Regions from separate parts of the Mus musculus genome. Here regions 1 and 2 are each linked to region 3. Evidence: chromatin contacts called from public HiChIP or PLAC-seq data. All regions are on one chromosome and are shown on one strand. The core of a region is the stretch at or near the end of the contact, and the rest is flanking DNA. Distances in the headings are between cores, read along the strand shown. Region 1 holds the start of Got1 (glutamic-oxaloacetic transaminase 1, soluble). Region 2 overlaps Dnmbp (dynamin binding protein). Region 3 overlaps Entpd7 (ectonucleoside triphosphate diphosphohydrolase 7).

The links. HiChIP or PLAC-seq counts read pairs in DNA pulled down with a chosen protein or histone mark.
Region 1: an H3K4me3 HiChIP or PLAC-seq map of embryonic stem cells shows a contact between it and region 3, with 3 times the contacts expected there. The contact joins the promoter of Got1 here to the enhancer-like site in region 3. A contact is called at or near these places in 5 of 39 promoter capture datasets (the C10 cell line, embryonic stem cells, frontonasal cranial neural crest and 2 more), 1 of 484 Hi-C or Micro-C datasets (stem cell-derived primordial germ cell-like cells), 4 of 115 datasets of contacts at active chromatin or transcription factors (bone marrow-derived macrophages, craniofacial prominence and embryonic stem cells) and 4 of 9 other capture datasets (adipose tissue, embryonic stem cells, liver and 1 more).
Region 2: a contact with region 3 is called in an H3K27ac HiChIP or PLAC-seq map of embryonic stem cells, with 7 read pairs. The contact joins two enhancer-like sites. A contact is called at or near these places in 2 of 115 datasets of contacts at active chromatin or transcription factors (embryonic stem cells and extraembryonic endoderm stem cells) and 2 of 9 other capture datasets (adipose tissue and pancreatic islet).

The regions. Positions count from the first base shown.
Region 1 is chr19:43,523,189-43,526,403 of GRCm38.p6, reverse strand. It overlaps Got1 (glutamic-oxaloacetic transaminase 1, soluble), which reads left to right and starts at 1,799. Exons shown (of 9, transcript NM_010324.2): 1 at 1,799-2,066. The coding sequence starts at 1,949.
Region 2 is chr19:43,892,608-43,895,688 of GRCm38.p6, reverse strand. The region is part of intron 4 of Dnmbp (dynamin binding protein); the gene reads left to right. Among named protein-coding and RNA genes, the nearest start is that of Gm50217, 27 kb to the left of the region's middle. Within about 2 kb of position 1,423, at least 63 of the 459 cell types and tissues checked have an H3K27ac peak or open chromatin away from gene starts, as enhancers often do. A contact at or near this core is called in embryonic stem cells, where this site is marked.
Region 3 is chr19:43,732,824-43,735,952 of GRCm38.p6, reverse strand. It overlaps Entpd7 (ectonucleoside triphosphate diphosphohydrolase 7), which reads right to left. Exons shown (of 13, transcript NM_053103.5): 13 at 2,100-3,129. It overlaps Cox15 (cytochrome c oxidase assembly protein 15), which reads left to right. Exons shown (of 9, transcript NM_144874.4): 9 at 1-2,699. Among named protein-coding and RNA genes, the nearest start is that of Cox15, 19 kb to the left of the region's middle. Within about 2 kb of position 1,427, at least 4 of the 459 cell types and tissues checked have an H3K27ac peak or open chromatin away from gene starts, as enhancers often do. A contact at or near this core is called in embryonic stem cells, where this site is marked.

The DNA of each region.
Region 1 (3,215 bases), core at 550-3,049, 210 kb after region 3:
CCTACACCCAGTTGCAGACATGTACATATTTACCCCTGCACATATGTGCTGCTGTGTACGTAACTCTAACTGAACAGGAACACAGGCGAGCACATGCACACACACACAGAGAAATATTTATTTGTTCTTAGCCAAACCAACAGTGTTTAGGTAACCTAGGGTTGCTTTTCTCCCTGGGAATGACGCAGGGAGTGACCATGACATTGTTGCCTAACGTTGTGAAGACGACACTTCTAAATTAAATTCTAGGAAGGCTAGGTTGCAGAACACCCCTCCCCAGTTGCCCTTCGGCTGTGATTTTTGGACGTACTCAAAGTGCACAGCCGATGGACCTTCCGTATTAGCTTGTGACTCTTAGGGGAAAACATTAATGAAATGCTTTGGGCAGTTTCCTTAAAAAAACAAAACAAAACAAAAACAAGGCGATGTTTCTGGAAAGAAAAAGACAGAAAAGCTTAGCAAGTAGTGCTCAAAGTTCGATGGCTTTTGTTTATCCTCTGAACCGAAAACTCGTGAAGATTTATCATGTTACCCAAAGGAAGCCATGATGCTGTTTTCTCGCAAAATACCAAGGAATTGGCGCCTTCCAGCATTGGGTGAATATGTAGTGGAAGAAACGGAGGGAGGTTTGCCAGATCCCAGGCAAAGCATCATGCCATCTAGGAGGGGGTGTGGACCCTGCGCCATAACAAAGCTAGTATTTAGAGAGCACTTACTGTATGCAACTAAACACTTTATGTGTCTTAACTCACCTAATCCCCACAACAACCTGGAGGAAAACACTATTATCTCCATCTTACAGAGCAGGAACAGGCCTGCCCAAGTAGGTCAGAGTCAGCCGGCATCTAAACCTAACTTGCCTGGCTCCAGAGTTAGGTTCCTACTCATCAGGAGGCTTTCTAAACTTGTAACGTCGACAACAAAACGCCCAAGTACAGGAAAGAGAGATGTCTAACCAAACAGCGTGTTAAGAGGTTTTATGGATGGCTGACAGATGTGAAATCTTCAAGGTCAACAGGTGGAGAAAGGATCTGGACAGAAATAGACTCTCAGGGGAAGGAGCAGCCTGACCTGACAGAAAGAAGCAGCAGTTTGGGTGTGTGCCAATCGATGATGACAGCACGCGTGGGAGGAATGCTGCAGAGAGAGGCTTCGCTAGATCCTTCAAGGTCCTTTAGGGCTAGGCTTTCCCGGCCCCGGTTATCTACCGGGGCTGGGGGTTGGTGTTAAAATTCTCAAGCTAGTATGTGCTCATCCCTTACTTTCTGCAGGGTCTCCCCTGCCAGCGATCAAGGAAGACAACACATCCAGGTTTCTTTCTGGGGAAGCACTGAGTGGAGACAGTCAAGGTCACCCACGATTGGGTACAGTGTGTCCAAGCGGACCACTAGAGTCCTGTGCCAGACACTTGGCTGTCAGCCGGGCCTGGCCAACGCAGGAACGTGCGCACCGCCGGAGCCTGGCGGCGACAGTCACCTGCTCAGCGGGTACAGAAAGACCTGTTCTCTGCTTTCCCCACGGGCGGGCCACCGCCCCAGGTCTCCAGGCCCCAGAAGGTCAGGAGGTTGTCCTCTGGGGACTCCCGCCACCCGCACCATCCTCATCACCCCAAGGAATAAAAGCCTCAGCGATTGGAACACGCTACGCCAATCATCCTAGCCTCTGCCCACACCTCCTCCGGTGTACATTGCATTGGTTGCATCATACAAGCCTCCGATAAGATCCTCTTCTCGAATTGGCTAGTAGAGGCTTGCCCCGCCTAACCCTTCTTAGTCGGAAGGTTGTGATTGGTTAAGCGCGTTGCCAAGCTCCGGACGCGGCTCGACCATTGGAAGCCGCGGGCTGCCCCGCCCGCCGGCGAAGGTGAGAGTCTCCTCCAGTCACCGGACCCCGCACCGCACAGAGCTGCTCCCGGCTCGTTCTCGAGGTCTCGGCACATTCTGTCGCGATGGCGCCTCCATCAGTCTTTGCCCAGGTTCCGCAAGCTCCTCCGGTTCTGGTCTTTAAGCTCACTGCGGACTTCCGGGATGATCCAGATCCCCGCAAGGTTAACCTCGGCGTGGGAGGTAAGGATGCAGTGCCTTGGAATGCGAGCAGCCTGGGGGGAGGTGGGCGTAGGAGGAGCTGAGATTTAGTTTGTGTCTCCCTGAGAGGAGCCCGAGGAGAGAAGGTTGGGACCACGAGGACATCACCAACCTACCCATTTTGCAGATGGCGATACAGAGTCCTTGGAAAGAGGGGGTGTTCAAGGTCACGCAGAACAGGTGTAACATCTGGGACACAAATGTTGTTTTTGTTTCTCCACCCAGTGTTCTTTATAGTACTTGTTCTAAAGCAACGATGGGGATGGTAAGGAGAGAGAAGTATGGTAGCTTTAGCGTCTCGTGGTCAACTGGAACTGGGAATGAAAGAGCTGTTAGCCTAATGGAGCTGTAGTCCGGGTTGAGCGAGTAGCAGACGCCACTTAGGAAGCCTGTTAACCCACATGGGGAAGATGTAGGTTTGGTTTATTCTCAGAGTGGAGCAGATGAGGCGAAGCCCATGCATCTCAGGCCACACACATCTGGGTCTTCATTTCTTGATCATTTGCCTTGAACCAAGTTAGCCTTCTGCCAAGGTCGTTTGTGTTGTAGTTTCTAAAGCCCTTTAACTCGAGCCTCCGGCGACTTCGTCATCACTGTTTGGATGTTTGAAGCTCTACAGAGCTTGGTGTGCATTTGGCCACGTGCAGAGGCCAGCCGAGGAGAGAAGAGTGAGCAGACTGATGCTCTCAGCAGGGAACCAACCGGAACTGAAAGCGCTAGAAGGTTAGAAAGAAGAAATGGAGTTGTTTTGAAGCAGAGGGTGACGTTAAGGGGATTCAGAATCTAGGTTCTTAGAGAGGATGTGCAAATATAGCCCTAGTGTCTCTGTCTCTCTGTCTCTGTCTCTCTCTCGCTCGCTGGCTCTCTTTCATCTAGGTTCTTAGAGAGGATGTGCAAATATAGCCCTAGTGTCTCTGTCTCTCTGTCTCTGTCTCTCTCTCTCTCGCTCGCTCGCTCGCTCGCTCTCTTTCATCTAGGTTCTTAGAGAGGATGTGCAAATATAGCCCTAGTGTCTCTGTCTCTCTGTCTCTGTCTCTCTCTCTCTCTCTCGCTCTCTTTCATCTAGGTTCTTAGAGAGGATGTGCAAATATAGCCCTAGTGTCTCTGTCTCTCTGTCTCTCTGTCTCTCTC
Region 2 (3,081 bases), core at 174-2,673, 160 kb before region 3:
GGATAATCTCAATACTTGGGGGGCAGAACCAGTGAGATCTCTGAATTCCAGGCCAGCTAGGGCTACAGAGTGAGACTCTGTCTCAAAAATAAATAAATAAATAAATAAATAAATAAATAATGAATAAATAAATAAATAAGTCAAACTAATTTGTACTTTTTAAAAAATATTTTTGCTTTTAAAAAAAAAAGATTTATTTATTATTATATCTAAGTACACTGTAGCTGTCTTTTAGATACACCAGAAGAGGGCGTCAGATCTCATTACGGATGGTTGCGAGCCATCATGTGGTTGCTGGGATTTGAACTCAGGACCTTCGGAAGAGCAATCGGTGCTTTTAACCACTGAGCCATCTCTCCAGCCCCCCCCCCTTTTTTTTGGTTTAAGATGATGAACGTTTGTGTAGAGCCAGGGTGTCCCCCAGGGGAAGAATGTTTCCTTAGGTGCTTCAAGGCCCTTCATTCAATCCTGGTATCATCCCCACCAAGGAGTAAAAGAATTTAAGACAGTAATAATCTTTCCCTTTTTCTCGTCGGTGCACAGGAAGAGAGTAAGTACCCTTCACCCACGTGGCATCTGCCCCAGGGTGTTGGCTCAGAACAAATGACCTCGGCTAAGTCAACCGGGTTTTATCCTGGTACAAAGCAGCAAACATAGTCTGAGCCTATGAACAGTCTGTCCGTTCAGAAGAGTAGCGAGTTCTTCCTTCCAGGGCTGATGGGTTCATGGAACTTAGGATTGTTTATTTGATTATGATTGATCGGTGAGTCACAGTTCTTCGCAGTTTGTAGGGTGACTTTGCACACACTTTATTTCCTCATGTTCAGGGTCAGGCAAAGGGTGGGAAATTTCAGTAAGACCCAGGTACTTCAGAGATTATGGACTCCCTGAGGGTGCCCTGTCCAGCCCAACCTACTACAGGCAGCTGTGTTGAATAAGTCGGAACCACACTGCTGGTGCTGTCTCTCTCTCTCTCTCTCTCTCTCTCTCTCTCTCTCTCTCTCTCTCTCTCTCTCTCTCTCCTCTCTCTCTCTCTCTCTCTCTCTCTGTGTGTGTGTGTGTGTGTGTGTGTGTGTGTGTGTAGAGGCCAGAGGTCAAGGACAAATTGCCGACGTTGTTTTCTCTTTCTACCTTTGTGGGTTTGGGAGACTGAGCCCAGGTTATCGGGCTTGGCAGCAAGCACCTAAGCTAGCTTACCAGCCTCCCACCCCCTCTTCTGAAATTTAAAAATTATGTTCATGTATGTGTGCCCTGGCATGTGGGTGGAGGTCAGGGGACAACTTTCCCGAGTCAGTTCTCGACTTCAGCCTTGCCGGGTTGAATTCAGTTAACAGATTGGTTGGCAGCCGCCTTTCCCTGCTGAGCTAGCCCCCGCCTCTCCCCATTTTTAAATAGTATCTCACACGTAGCTCTAGCAGGTCTCAAGTTTCAGGATCCACCCTCCTCCCAGCATCACCTGCTGCAGTTAGTACAGCGGGATAGCACAGTGCCCAACTAGAGTGATTAATCTTTTTATTGTTTTGCTTTGTTCTTAACTCTGAGTCTCCCTATGTATCCCTGGCTGGCCTAAAACTTGCTGTGTAGACCAGGCTGCCACAAACTCCCCAGTGCTGGGATAAAAGGTGTGTGTCTTTCTGAAAAGGAAATTAACCTTTGTTTTTAGTTGGATTAGAAATAAGCAAGATCATTGGATTTTAGACTTAGAAGCAGAGAGACCATCAATGTCCTCATTTCACACATAAGAAAGTAACCGCTGGGGCCGTGGAGATGTCTTAGCAGTTAACACGGGTTGCTCTGGAAGGGGATCCAAGGTCTGTTTTTAGCAGCTACATGATGGCTGGAGAGCATGGGTGTCTACACTCAAGGACACATGCTCAACAGAGACACACGGGTATACAGGATCTTAAAAATAAAGTAAATCAGAGAGAGAGAGAGAGAGAGAGAGAGAGAGAGAGAGAGAGAAAAGAGAAGAGAAGAGAAGAGAAGAGAAGAGAAGAGAGGAGAGGAGAGGAGAGGAGAGGAGAGGAGAGGAGAGGAGAGGAGAGGAGAGGAGAGGAGAGGAGAGGAGAGGCAGGCTGGCAGGCAGGCAAATAGCCAGATGTAGTGGCAAATTCCTTTAATCCCAGGACTCAAGAGACAGAGGCGGAAAGATTTCAGACTAGCCTGGTCTACATAGCGAGACCCTGCCTCAAAAATAAAAATAAAAACAGCTTCGTTGTCTGGTGAGTTCTCTATAGATGTTGCCGTTGTTTTGCATAAAGTTGTCCTGGTAAATAGTGTTACCGGTTTGGTGAGCAAATCGCTGTCTCAACTTTAGAGATTGCTGACTCGGTTAGCACAGCAGTCCTGTGTGCTCCTGTGGGGATCTGGATGGCGGTGTACTGGGGGGTCAGGGGGAGCAGCTGCCTTGTGTGGGGAGGTCATGTAAGTCAAGACTGGAGATGAGGGTGTGGCAGTGTAGGCAGGAGAGCATTCGTTGCTGAACTGCACCATGGGAGAATGGTAATGTGGTAAAATGTCCATGTTAGGTGTGACTGGTTTTATCCGGTGCATGATGTCAAGCAGACCTGGCTTCATGTAGCAGTGTATGCGATCATAGCCAAGTTATTCCAGCACCCAGAGTCTCATGGAGCTCACACTGGCTTTGAACTTGCTGTTTAGCCAGGATGACTTTGAACTCCAATCTGCCTGCCAAGTGCTGGAATTAGAGCCATTCCTCACCATATCCAACTGGATTATTGCTTTATGTGTGGTAAAAATAATAATAACTGCTTGCTTACATTGAAGGATAGTGAAAGTCAAACTCGACTTCTTTTTTGACTTCTAGCACCATAGCTTGTACATGCATGTTCATGTTCACTCAATTGCACACATACACACATGTACCCAGGCACACACATATATACACATGCACACAGGCATACACACATATGCACATGCACACAGGCATACAACATATACATGTGCACACAGGCACACAACATATACACATGCACACAGGTATACAACTTATACATGTACATACACACATGCACCCAGGCACACACATATATGCACATGTACACAGGCACACAACATATA
Region 3 (3,129 bases), core at 178-2,677:
TTTTTTTTAACTCTAATAATTATTCTGTGAGTCTCGGTGTATCCTAAAGGATACTGTTCTTAGCTAGTCTTAGCAAAAACAAACGCACATGTGTTTCACTCCTCAAGTCCCAGGCCCTGCTGGGCTTGTGTTATTGCACAAAAGAGGTTCCCTCAACCTCAGAACAAGACTCATCCTAGACCTAAGCGATCACAAGGCCTCTGAACAGGACTGGGCTGGGTTGAAGTTCTGCCAGCTTGTTCCCATTCCCTCCGAATCGCTACCGCACCTACCGTGCCTCATTTAACCTGTTGGGCCTGTGTCAGCAGGGTAGAAACTCCGCTAGACAGGAGCCTTCCAAGAAGGGGACCAGGGCAGCTTGCACACCCTCTGCTTCCCAACTCCAAATCCGCACTCTTCAGTTAGAAGCAATCAGCACAGGGCTGGAGGGTCCAGCCAGAGACCACTCGGAACCGGTTTATAGTCACCCCAAGCACATGGCAACTGGAGTCAGCTCAAGTCTCAGATATTTTGCTGCAGGTTTTTGTTTGTTTGTTTGTTTGTACTACAGTTAAGCATGTTCGGAACAGATCCAATATTTAGCTGTTTAACTGCTTTATGGTATATATATATATATATATATATATATACACATACATACACACACACACACACACACACACACACCCTAAATACACCCTAATACAATTATTGATTTATGCCCCAAATGTCTATTTCAGAAAAATCCATTGCACACTTAAAGGATTAAATAATTTCTTTTAATGTTTTCAACAGTCTGTCCACAATTCTGTCAATTGTTTTTAATTTATAAATAAAGGTAATTAAAACATGTATTTTCAGTCAGCTAACCCAGGATTTTTGTTTGGGATTGATTAGGCCATTAACTCTTATGACATCATTTAATTTTTCTAAGAATTTACTTATTATTGTGTGTGCATGTACATGACAGGGGATATGCATTGTACATGCACGTGCATGCAGAGAAAAGGGGACAACTCCTGCGAGTTGGTTCTCTCCTTCTGTCTTTGTGTGGCGATTGCTTTGTACCGCTGAGCTGTCTCACTGGCTCAGGTTTGCGTCTTTAACCTGCACTGAGATCTGGTTTCCTGCGGCAGGGTCAGTGAGACTGCCTGAAGTGAAGTTGGTTGCAAAGACCAGCTCTGATAATCAGGAGTTTAGAATAGCAGTTTACCTGCAGCCCTCCTGGTCTTGGGGTGAATGGGGGGTTCTATGTGGGCATATGCCACACAGAGCCACATAAGACGCTGCACATTTTCTAGAGCTCCACATCTATCAGAATATTAAGAACTATTCCATGAAATTTAAGAATTCCACAAAAATTCGTTTTTCCACCGCCTGGCTGACAAAATTCTTAACGTAAAGCATGTAAAAAGAGCCGCCTCAGCCACCGGAAGCAGGGCGGTCCCAAAGCCTTTGTCCTTAAGGTCATGGGTCACAGTGGAAGGAGCCGTAGCCACTGCAGAGACCGTGCTAAAGGTAGAAATCCTGGAGGAGATGTAGTGTATACTCCAGCTTCAACTAAACGGACAGTGTGGGACAGCGTGGAAGGAGAACTTGAACAGAAACCTGACCGGTTGGAGGGCCCGGGATCCCTGCTGGCAGAGGCGGGCTTGAGTAAAGGGGCAGAGCCGAAATCAGGCTGGACTCACCAGGACCCCCTTCAAACTGTGCGGTAGCTCAGATTGAGAATGTCCTCCAAGGGCCATCTGTTAAAGGCTTGGTCCTCATGGTGGCATCGTTGGGAATGGTGGGACCCTCGTGGCCAAGCTTCCTAGAAGGTCTTCACATCATTGGAGGATGAGTGAGACTCCCAACTCCATCCTTTCTTGCATCCTGGTCATGAGCTAAGCATCCACTCTGCGTCACATGCCTGCTGCAACGTACACTTCACTGCGGGCTCAGAGCAGAGGGACACTTGACTACTGAGTTGACCATCTACAGCTGTGAGCCAGAACAACCCGTTCTCTGTATAAACGATCTCAAGTGTTTGGTTACAGTAAACGGACTAGCAGCCTGGGGGTGGGGGTGGGAGTCAGGGGTCTGGTAGTAATTGTCCTGCTTTAAGGAGAGGCTCAGGAATAGACACATCTTCAAGCTTGTCTGACATGCAGGCATGGTTAAACAGCCTATGACTCAGAACATTTTCAACTCAAGTTTTCATGCCATGGAAGCAATGGCCTGGTTCATATTTGAAAAACTGGAAGCCCTTATAGCATGAGCAATAATTCCATTTTACAATATAAAAAAAGTCTTTTTATTGCTCCGATTTCCAGAAATGAAAATGGTCTGCTGGTGTGTGGTTCTCCTCTGTCCTTCTAATGATAGTATTAACAAACAAAAATAATGAACTACTAGGCCAAGGGGAAATATGAAACCCTTCAAAGACAGCCGATGGGGATATAAAACAAGACAAAGCTGGCTTAAAATAGAACCTTAACAAGCCTCCCACCAAAACAGAAAGCCTGGAATGGACAGGAACCCACGCAGGGTACAACAGCTTTTCCAGTTCGATCACATCCAAGTTAGGAGGAGGGTGAAGGTCAAGGACAGAGCCACCCACCATACAGACCATTACCTAAAAGTATTTGATTTCAATCATTGTTTTGCAATCATGGTTTACAAAAATATTTGTTATTCTGTATTGTTAGTCAAAGGTGCCAAAACTTGGTTCTTAGTCCTCATTTTTGAACATACTAATTTTTATAATGCCAGCAAAATCTTCACGAGTTTGGCAGAAGTCTACCTTCCCCACAGCAAAGACGGAGGGTAAAACATAAACTAAGAGACCGATTTAAGAGACTCTGAAACAGCCAATGCTGTTCCTACTTAATTCCTAGTCCAGCTAAAATGAAGTCACATACAAATCCCAGTCTAGAAACTTCCCAAGAATCGCCACCTATTCCATAATGAGGTAGATATCTCTATTATGCATTTGTACCTTCATTCAGATTGTAATTATTGGAATGTTGTGGGTAAGAAAAAAATTGTGCAAAGTTAAGCTAATGGCTTAAACATAAAACCAAAAGTATTTTAAATACTAAAACAGATGCAGCGAAAACTTGGCTAATGAGATCCCATTTGAAGTCTACCCTCAGGGATGAGTTGAGA